Regions from separate parts of the Sus scrofa genome. Here region 2 is linked to region 1. Evidence: chromatin contacts called from public HiChIP or PLAC-seq data. All regions are on one chromosome and are shown on one strand. The core of a region is the stretch at or near the end of the contact, and the rest is flanking DNA. Distances in the headings are between cores, read along the strand shown.

Region 1 (4,626 bases), core at 854-3,353:
TGTTTGTTTGTTTGTTTGTCTTGTTGTTGTTGTTGCTATTTCTTGGGCCGCTCCCTCGGCATATGGAGGTTCCCAGGCTAGGGGTCTAATAGGAGCTGTAGCCACTGGCCTACGCCAGAGCCACAGCAACGCGGGATCCGAGCCGCGTCTGCAACCTACACCACAGCTCACGGCAACGCTGGATCGTTAACCCACTGAGCAAGGGCAGGGACCGAACCCGCAACCTCATGGTTCCTAGTCGGATTCGTTAACCACGGCGCCACGACGGGAACTCCGGCAGTTGTTTTTTTAATGATACCAGAAGGGCTACTGCCCTGAAGGTGAACTGTGATGCCAGGGCAAAATAACAGTAGTAACAACAGTTAACATTTGAGCGCTTACCATGTGCCAAGAACTGTACTAAGCACTCTGCATGCATTAACACATTTAAATACAACATCCCTGTATGGAGTTCCCGTCATGGCGCAGTGGTTAACGAATTCGACTAGGAACCATGAGGTTGCGGGTTCGGTCCCTGCCCCTGCTCAGTGGGTTAACGATCCGGCGTTGCCATGAGCTGTGGCGTAGGTTACAGACGCGGCTCGGATCCTGCCTTGCTGTGGCTCTGGTGTAGGCCGGTGGCTACAGCTCCAGTTCGACCCCTAGCCTGGGAACCTCCATATGCCGCGGGAGCGGCCCAAAGAAATGGCAAAAAGACAAAAAAAAAATTATCTTACTTTACAAACAAGGAAAAGGAAGGGTAGAAGTAACTGGCCCAAGTTACAAAGCTAGGACTCAGTGAAGCTGCGACTGGAACCCAGGCACTTTTGTTCCAGAACCAATGGTCTTCACTACTCTATAGCACAAAATGAAATCATTTTAGAATGAACCTTCAGCCAGATCAGGAGCTTGGGGCAGCCAGAAGTAATTATCAGAGGAAGGGAGACCCCAGACAGCTGAAATGGCAGAGAAAAGGAGGTAAAGTGGTGAGACCTGCTGGCAACAAAGGAGACTGTCTATAAACCAGAAAACCATGCCTGGTAGAAAAAAGATTAGCAAAGGATTTTCCCCAGGGTAGGAGGCTTCTGATATCTGCTATGGTACACTACACTTCCAGCTAAGTCACTGCTTATTTAACATTCCTGACTCCTACTCTAGCTTTTAACTGACATTATTATTTTACTGGACATGCAGCTATTCTGTTTTGTTTTGTTTCCTTTCCTTTTTTTCTGGCCACACCTGCAGCATGTGAGAGTTCCCGCATCAGGGATCAAACCCATGCCACAGCAGAAACCTGAGCTGCTGCAGTGGTAACGCCAGACCCTTAACCCACTGCACCACAGGACAACTCCGTCAACTCTTCTGGCTGAAATGAAAATATTGCTATTTCTAAGCAGAAACCATTTTATATCAAAGAGTGCTTTGGTACACTTATTGTGTATGCTATTAAAATTTGTTCTCACTCACTTTATTTGTAGTTGGTGACATTTATTATATACCTTCTGTAAAAAATGAAATTACCAAGATTTTTTACCAAGATTAATTCCTACATCTCCAATTTTCTCTAAGATTCTGATCTATCTTACCCGACAACCTGAGAGAAAAGTTAATTACACAGCCTCTTTGCTGGTAATGGTATAAGAAGCCAAGTAACAACTAGATTTTCATACTCCGTATCATGATACTGCTTCAAAAAAAAGTTTGAGGGTATCTTTTTATAAATTTATAGTCATATGGATTAAATTTGAATCTTTCCACCATATAAATCCCTACTTGATAAGAGCTTAATAAGGTCTTATACATACTTTAAAGGAAGAAGCAAGTTCAGGTTTCCACCTGGCTCTCTTCACAGGAGAATGAACACATACACATCCTAAAATTCAGCTGAACTCAAGTGTTGGTCTCATTTCCCTTCTTTCCATATTTTTGAAAGTCCAACACAATCATACACTGGGGCATACACTGGATCTGGATCACTGTCCACCACCTCCCCATGTATGCATGTGTGCTTGTGCTATAAAAATTATTAGAACACTTATTCAGGACACTGAATATAGAGTAACAGCCAGATGCTCTGCATACAAAGAAAAAAAGGCTCAGTCCTAGCCCTCAAGAAGACTGCTGGCCAGTAGGGGGAGACAGACATGTAAGTAAATTACAGTATGACAATTCAATGTGGTGGATGCGTGAGGACACAGATAACAAATGTTATTAAAGTCCGGGAGGAAGAACAACTGACAAGGCTCCACATAAGGGAGGAGAGAGACTGGGGGAGAGGGATGGGATGGGGGCGGTTTGCAATGGAAATGTTCTAAAATTAGGTGGTGATGATGGTTGTCCAACTATACACATAATAAAATTCAAAAAAAAAGAGGAAAGGAAATGTTTCTTCACTCAGTATAACTCTACTGAACATCTACTAAGTGCCAAGGACTATGAATACAGACTCTACGTTGCTCCTCTATAGCAATGACCTCGTCAAACTTTTGGGGGCTTCCCCCTCATTTACTGGATTACTCGGTGTCTCCTGATAGAGAGAGAGAGAGCATTTTTCAAAAATAAATGGTGGAGTTCTCGTCGTGGCTCAGCAGAGAACAAATCTGACTAGCATCTATGAGGACATAGGTTCAATCCCTAGCCTTGCTCAGCGGGTTAAGGATCTGGCATTGCCGTAGTGGTGGTGTAGGTTGCGGTGTAGGTTGCGGACGTGGCTTGGATCCTGCATTGTTGTGGCTGTGGCGTAGGCCAGCAGCTACGGCTCCGATTGGACCCCTAGCCTGGGAACTTCCATATGCCATGGGTGCAGCCCTAAAAAGAAAACAAATACACAAATAAATAAATAAATGGTTATGATCTTTGTTTATGTAATCTGCTAATTTAATGACACCTCATGATGGATTTGAATGGGAACTACTCTAAGGTAGTACAAAGCAGTGGAAATCACTGCCTTATTGTGAGTGATCTGGGACCCAAGTTTTTACCCTTTGACCTAACACTTAACTGCCCTTAAAAAATAAGAGGCCATGGAATTCCCATCGTGGCTCAGTAGTTAACAAATCTGACTAGGAACCATGAGGTTGGGGGTTCAATCCCCGGCCTCGCTCAGGGGGTTAAGGATCCAGCATTGCCATGAGCTATGGCGTAGGTTACAGACTTGGCTTGGATCTGGTGTTGCTGTGGCTCTGGCATAGGACAGCAGCTACAGCTTCAATTAGACCCCTAGCCTGGGAACCTCCATATGCCCTGGGTGCAGCCCTAGAAAAAGACAAAAAATAAACAAATAAATAAGAGGCCTGAGCACAAAGATGAAGGAAGACATACTTAGTTTTACACAACCACTTTAATATATTACAAAGAAAGTGTACTGTTCAACTGACATGGCTGAAAAGCTTGCATTTCTTTTGTTTTAAGTTCAGTTAGGTCAGCCTTTAAATATTTTCTGGGCTAATTTAAGATCAACTTCTGCAGATATCAACAGTACGCGGAACACTTTCTATTGACTGCTATTAAGAACATTAGTAGATCAAATTAATTCCAACAAGACAGTAAACCATTAAAAAAGGGAATCATCTATAGAATTTGGCAAGAAGCTTATTCACATCTAAATCTCTTTTGATTAAAAAAAAGACAGGGAATTCCCATCACGGCTCAGCGGAAACAAATCTGACTAGGATCTATGAGGACACAGGTTTGATTCCTGGCCTCAATTAGTGGGTTAAGGATCCAGCACTGCCATGAGGTGTGGTGTAAGTGGCAGAAGCAGCTCGGATCTCACGTTGCTGTGGCTGTGGTGTAGGCCATCCGCTACAGCTGGGATTCGACCCCAGCCTGGGAACTTCTATATGCCACGAGTGCCTTAAAAAAAAAAAAAAAAAAGTAGAGAGAGGAGATCCCGTCCTGGCTCAGTGGAAACAAATCTGACTAGCATCCATGAGGACCTGGGTTAGATCCCTGGCTTCGCTCAGTGGGTTAAGGATCCGCTGTTGCTGTGAGCTGTGGTGTAGGTCACAGACACGCTCGGATCCCGCTGTGCTGTGGCTGTGGTGTAGGCCAGCAGCTACAGCTGGGATTTGAGCCCTGGCCTGGGAACCTCCGTAGCCATGGGTGTAGCCCTAAAAAAACAAAAGACAGAAAACAACAACAACAAAAAGATATGAGAAGGCAGAATGCTCAAAAGAGGAGGGATATACAACACAAAGTGAACTTTCTCCCTTAACAGTTCAGAACCAATGTCAAATAACTACTACATACCGAATGATCCTAAAATTCTGAGTCAGGATACACTTACCCCACCACAAATATGCTTCCACAAAACCAACTGGTTAAGAAATGAGTTCAAGTGCTGGATCTCTTCCACCAACATTCCCTGACTTTCTACATACCATTTGGTATAATCGACTATTCAGTGTGCTTGCTGCGTATTTAACCAAAATACTGCCACAATTCTGTAAAGGAAAAAATCTGTAACAAGGTCATTCTCTGAACTATAAGATGAAGACAGATACCTCAACACCATCTTAAAGAAATATAATTTGAGTTCAGACATTGTACCAAAGCACATTTTTGTTTCCCTAAAGGTTTTTACTAGAATACACACACACTCTTCTTGGATATTAGAAAAAGCAGTACTCAGCAATATTACACTTT
Region 2 (4,290 bases), core at 1,104-3,603, 51 kb after region 1:
TCAGTTAAAAGCATTAAAAACATCTAGTCAATCATGAATAATACATGTAGGGGTACAACTCTTTTTTTTAATAAACAGATAAATGGTCCAAAATACAAAAAAGTCACTCATATTCCAAAATGGGTTTGCACTCAGACTGTTAATCCTAGTAGTCTATCTTCTCTCCCAAGAGACTATTTTGAAGGTATATTACAGAGACATGAACATTTTGGTTTTCTCCTCTAGAATGATATGTAAGTAATAGCCAAGAATAGTCAATAACACTATAACGAATGTACTAGGTGATTCAATTCGATTTGACAAACATGTAGCATGAGAGCACTAAACCAAATCAGTAAGCCTGTAGTTTTGTTTCTCTTTCAAACTTTATGTTCTATGGCCAGTAATTGCAAAACAAAAATAAGTTATACACTTTGACCTACTTTAAAGAGACACAGTGTTATAATTTACTATAAAAAACTGTCTTTATGCCCTCATGTTAGTTTTAAAATTCCTCAAATATCTAACTTAATCAATAGAGAATTCTGTAATGTGAGCTCTTGCCACAGAGACATTAAAAGCTTGGAAGGCAGACTGCCATTCAAATAAACTGCCAATATGCTCTCATATCAAAAGTTATGTTACGGAAGGGATTTACACTTCAGATATAATTTTGTCATATAATGTTAGAAAGGAAAACAGACATTAGTTACCCTAAACCCTAACATCACTGCCCAAAATTCTAAGTGAGAAAGATTCTCCCAAAATATCTGATGTATCCTCTTACAGTACTACAAAAGTACATAAACCAAAAGAAAAAATATCCTAGATAAGGAAAAGGTTAAAGTGTGCAACAAGCAGCAATCATTTTACAATTAAAAAAAAAAATCTTACCGGGACAAAAGTCACAGATTCCTTGGATCTCCTTACCACCACCTGCCCACCTTGTTAAAAAAAACCGTGAAAACTTGCTTTGAAAGACTGGATCCCAAGATGTCTCAGACATATGCGAAAGAGCTCAACAATCCTACCAGCTTGACATGATAAAAACGAATTCCATGAAGCAGTGAGTAACTGGGAAAAGAGTTTTGCAGGATCTTCTTTTCTTTTCCCAAAGAAAAATTAAATCCAAGAAACGTCAAAGCAAAAATAAATCCTAAATGTACAAAAGTCCACTAACGATACACTTTATTTCTAAAAGTTGGAGATAAAGAATTATAATCTCAACACACAGACAAGAAGCAAATCTCTGACACCAAGGGTTGCCAGAACATATTGCCTACTGGATATACACTCCATACCTTTTTAACAGTTACATTAAGGAGGGGAAAAAAGAATAGTCCGGAGATGATCAGAAAATGGTTAGCAAATCACTCTTTTTTCCTCTAAATTCAGTCTAAAATGCAGAGCCAAATAAAACCACCATAAATTCCTTTAGTAATCCAGGTCTTTCAGTTCACCCAATTTTACATAATATATAAAATTCTGTGGCTTTCTTCATTCCCCACTCTACAAACATAAATTCATATTTCTGAAATGAACATATGGTGAGAATATTAATAAAGCTCTCTTTAACTAGGAAAAACGGAAATCAAATTCTTAAACTCCAATAGGGAAACCTTGAGAGGAAAGCAGGGCCCAAAGCACAAAGTATTCCTATGCACAAAGTAAATGATTACTAAGTAAAAATTTCTTTCAATGAAATATATCTTATCTCATATATCCCTCCCAAAATACAAAATACACAACTCTGTCAGCATCCAGAATTCTACCTTTTCTCAATCACTTTCAACCCTGTAAGAGTTGATCTGCGTTTAAAAAAAAAAAAAAAAAAAAAAAAATCCATAGTTCTACTCCCCAGCTCAAAGCAATGACTCTTGGCACACCATAATCTAAAAGTTATAAAGAACTAACGTTTCTCAAGCAGTTTTGCCCCTAAAATTTACATTCTAATCTAAATTAATCAACTAGATTAATTACAATGTCAGTATTGCAAAATTAGAAATCCTTATCATGTTGTAATCCACAAAATTCTTTGATCTACAATGGTTTCTACAGAAGTTAAAGGCTACATACAAATCCATTTCCAAACAGGATGAATATTAAGGCTCTAACTACTTGGCCTAAAAACCAAAAGAGATATTAATACACCTTCCCTCCTCCCTCTGGTGCAGAGAAAAGCCACCTGAGAAGTTTTAATCACAGTGTGTTCACAACTGGAAACAAAATAGTTACTGTGCCTCAAAATTGGAAAAAAAAAAAAAATGACAAGAAAATACTAACCAATCTCTGGCTGTAACGAATCCTTTCTTCTTCGGGTTCCATCTCTCACTCTTCTGTTGAAATTACAGAAAGAAACCACTCCAGGGCTGCCTTCCTCTTCCTCCTTAGGAACCAGATTGCAACACTAAAGAATAATGATATGAGCAGAGATGAGAACTCATCCTCAAACTCAAGCTTTCTTTTCACAGAATGAGATACTTAAGATTAGGTGTAAATTAAAGGCTTCCTGAGAAATCTAGTTCCTTTTCATTAGTTTGGGACCTCTCAGCTCTGGAGCAAGTGGTTCCAGGCAGGTCATGATCAACATTAATCACATTACAATTGTCTGAGGCCTATAGGCAAAAAATGTTGGTTTCAGTTCCTCACAGACGGGCTACACCACTTATTTCTCCCCACAGGATTACAATAAGCAAGACTCCCCTTCATGGAAGCATTAGCCAAGGGGGGGGGGCAAGATTTTTCTCTCTTAGAGAGCTGATCAGGTGAAGCAGCCACTGAACTAACCCAGATCCACACCAAATGAGTTCTCTCTCATTGGCTATTAGAAGCTAAAGGAAAAGAAAAGATAAACTATACAAAAAAGAGAACAAGAATTAGACTCCAAATCAATTTCCCATACACTTCTGGTAAATCCGTACACAATCGTCGCCTTCCTTCCCAGACTCCTCGTATCTTTTCATTCCCAAACCAACCCTCCACCCCAACACGAGATGTGTACAACTCTGAAACAAACGCAAGAGAGTTGCCAATCAGAAACAAAAATTTATCAGAGCTTTCTGTTTAGAGTAATAAAATAAACAACTTTTACCTATAGAAATTAGCAAAATACATCTTTTTCAAAAATTAAAGACAGACCGGTTTGCGCGACAGTCGATCCCTAATACCAAGAAAGGTTTTCTTTTTTCAAATTATTCTCAGGGATAATGGCTTCCATAGGGAAAGCAGGGTTTTTTCCCCCCTTTTAGTAACTATATTATGGCCACGTTAATAGCATCCTTCCAAAACTGCAACAAGACCAGAGGACCCGATGACACAGTTCAAGTGCAGTTCGTGGCAGAGCCCTCCTGGAGGAAGCCCTCGCCCCAAGTCGGGAGGGAAACCGTGTTTGCACCCCCCGGGCGAGGACTGCCCAGGCTTCAGAGCGGACTGGGCCGGAGAGAAAAAATGGCAAATCTCGCCGGGTTCCCCCAGGGAAAGGCGTTTCAATGGTTCATTCACCCGTTGGAAAAAGAAATAGAAACTTTACATTAAGTCTTTAGATAACACAGCGAACCAAACTTCCAAAGGGGGGGGGGGAATCTCACCGGGGATTTTGCTCGTGAGTTCTTGTCCAAGTGAGAAGTAAAAGATTCCAAAAAACTGAGAGGAGAAATTAAATCCCAAACGTCGTCTTCGGTTTTTTCCGTGGATCAACCCAGTATCCAGAGGGTCAGAGCGACCCGGAAAAGAGAGGAAACAGTTGCTGAATCAAACCTCCTCTTCTGGCTTTGGAGACCGGGAGTCGGAGGCGTCAGGAGAGGGGAGCGCGACCCCTCGGCGCCGAGCCCGGGGCGCCCCCGCCTCCCCCGGGCCAGCGGTCGGCAGCCCGAGCCCGAGCCCCGGCCAGCCCCGGCCGCGGGGAGCGCCCTCTTCACCGTGCCCTCGGCGAGCAGCGGCTCGGCCGCCTCCAGAGCCCGGGAGCGGCGGCCGATCAGCTGAGACCGGCCGACCCGAGGCTGCCCGCGCCACCCCGGCCCCCCGGAACGCGGGCCCCGGCCCCGGGGGGCGGAGAGGGCGGGAGCGGCGCGGCGCGCCGGGCTGGGGGCCCGGGCTCCCCTCGCGTCTCCCCCTCAGCCCGGGCTCCGCGCTGCGGGACGAGCCCCCGGCTACTCCCCAGTCGCAGAGGAGGGATTCCGGGGGATGGGCCCCCTGGCGTTGCCCCTCCTCCCGAAGCGCCCCCTGCCCAGGATAGACAGAGCGGCGACAGGCCCAGCCGCTGGGAAGGTGCTCTGCGAGCCGCAGCCGCCGCAGCCGCCGCCGCCGCCGCCG

Evidence for each region. HiChIP or PLAC-seq counts read pairs in DNA pulled down with a chosen protein or histone mark.
Region 2: an H3K27ac HiChIP or PLAC-seq map of alveolar macrophages shows a contact between it and region 1. The contact joins the promoter of KDM2A here to the enhancer-like site in region 1. A contact is called at or near these places in 6 of 47 Hi-C or Micro-C datasets (blood, brain, embryonic fibroblasts and 2 more) and 2 of 2 datasets of contacts at active chromatin or transcription factors (alveolar macrophages and skeletal muscle).

Annotation. Positions count from the first base shown.
Region 1 is chr2:5,302,203-5,306,828 of Sscrofa11.1, forward strand. The region is part of intron 1 of KDM2A (lysine demethylase 2A); the gene reads right to left. Among named protein-coding and RNA genes, the nearest start is that of KDM2A, 51 kb to the right of the region's middle. Within about 2 kb of position 2,104, at least 3 of the 83 cell types and tissues checked have an H3K27ac peak or open chromatin away from gene starts, as enhancers often do. A contact at or near this core is called in alveolar macrophages, where this site is marked.
Region 2 is chr2:5,353,220-5,357,509 of Sscrofa11.1, forward strand. KDM2A (lysine demethylase 2A) reads right to left here and starts at 2,354. Exons shown (of 20, transcript NM_001160090.1): 1 at 2,263-2,354. The coding sequence starts at 2,304.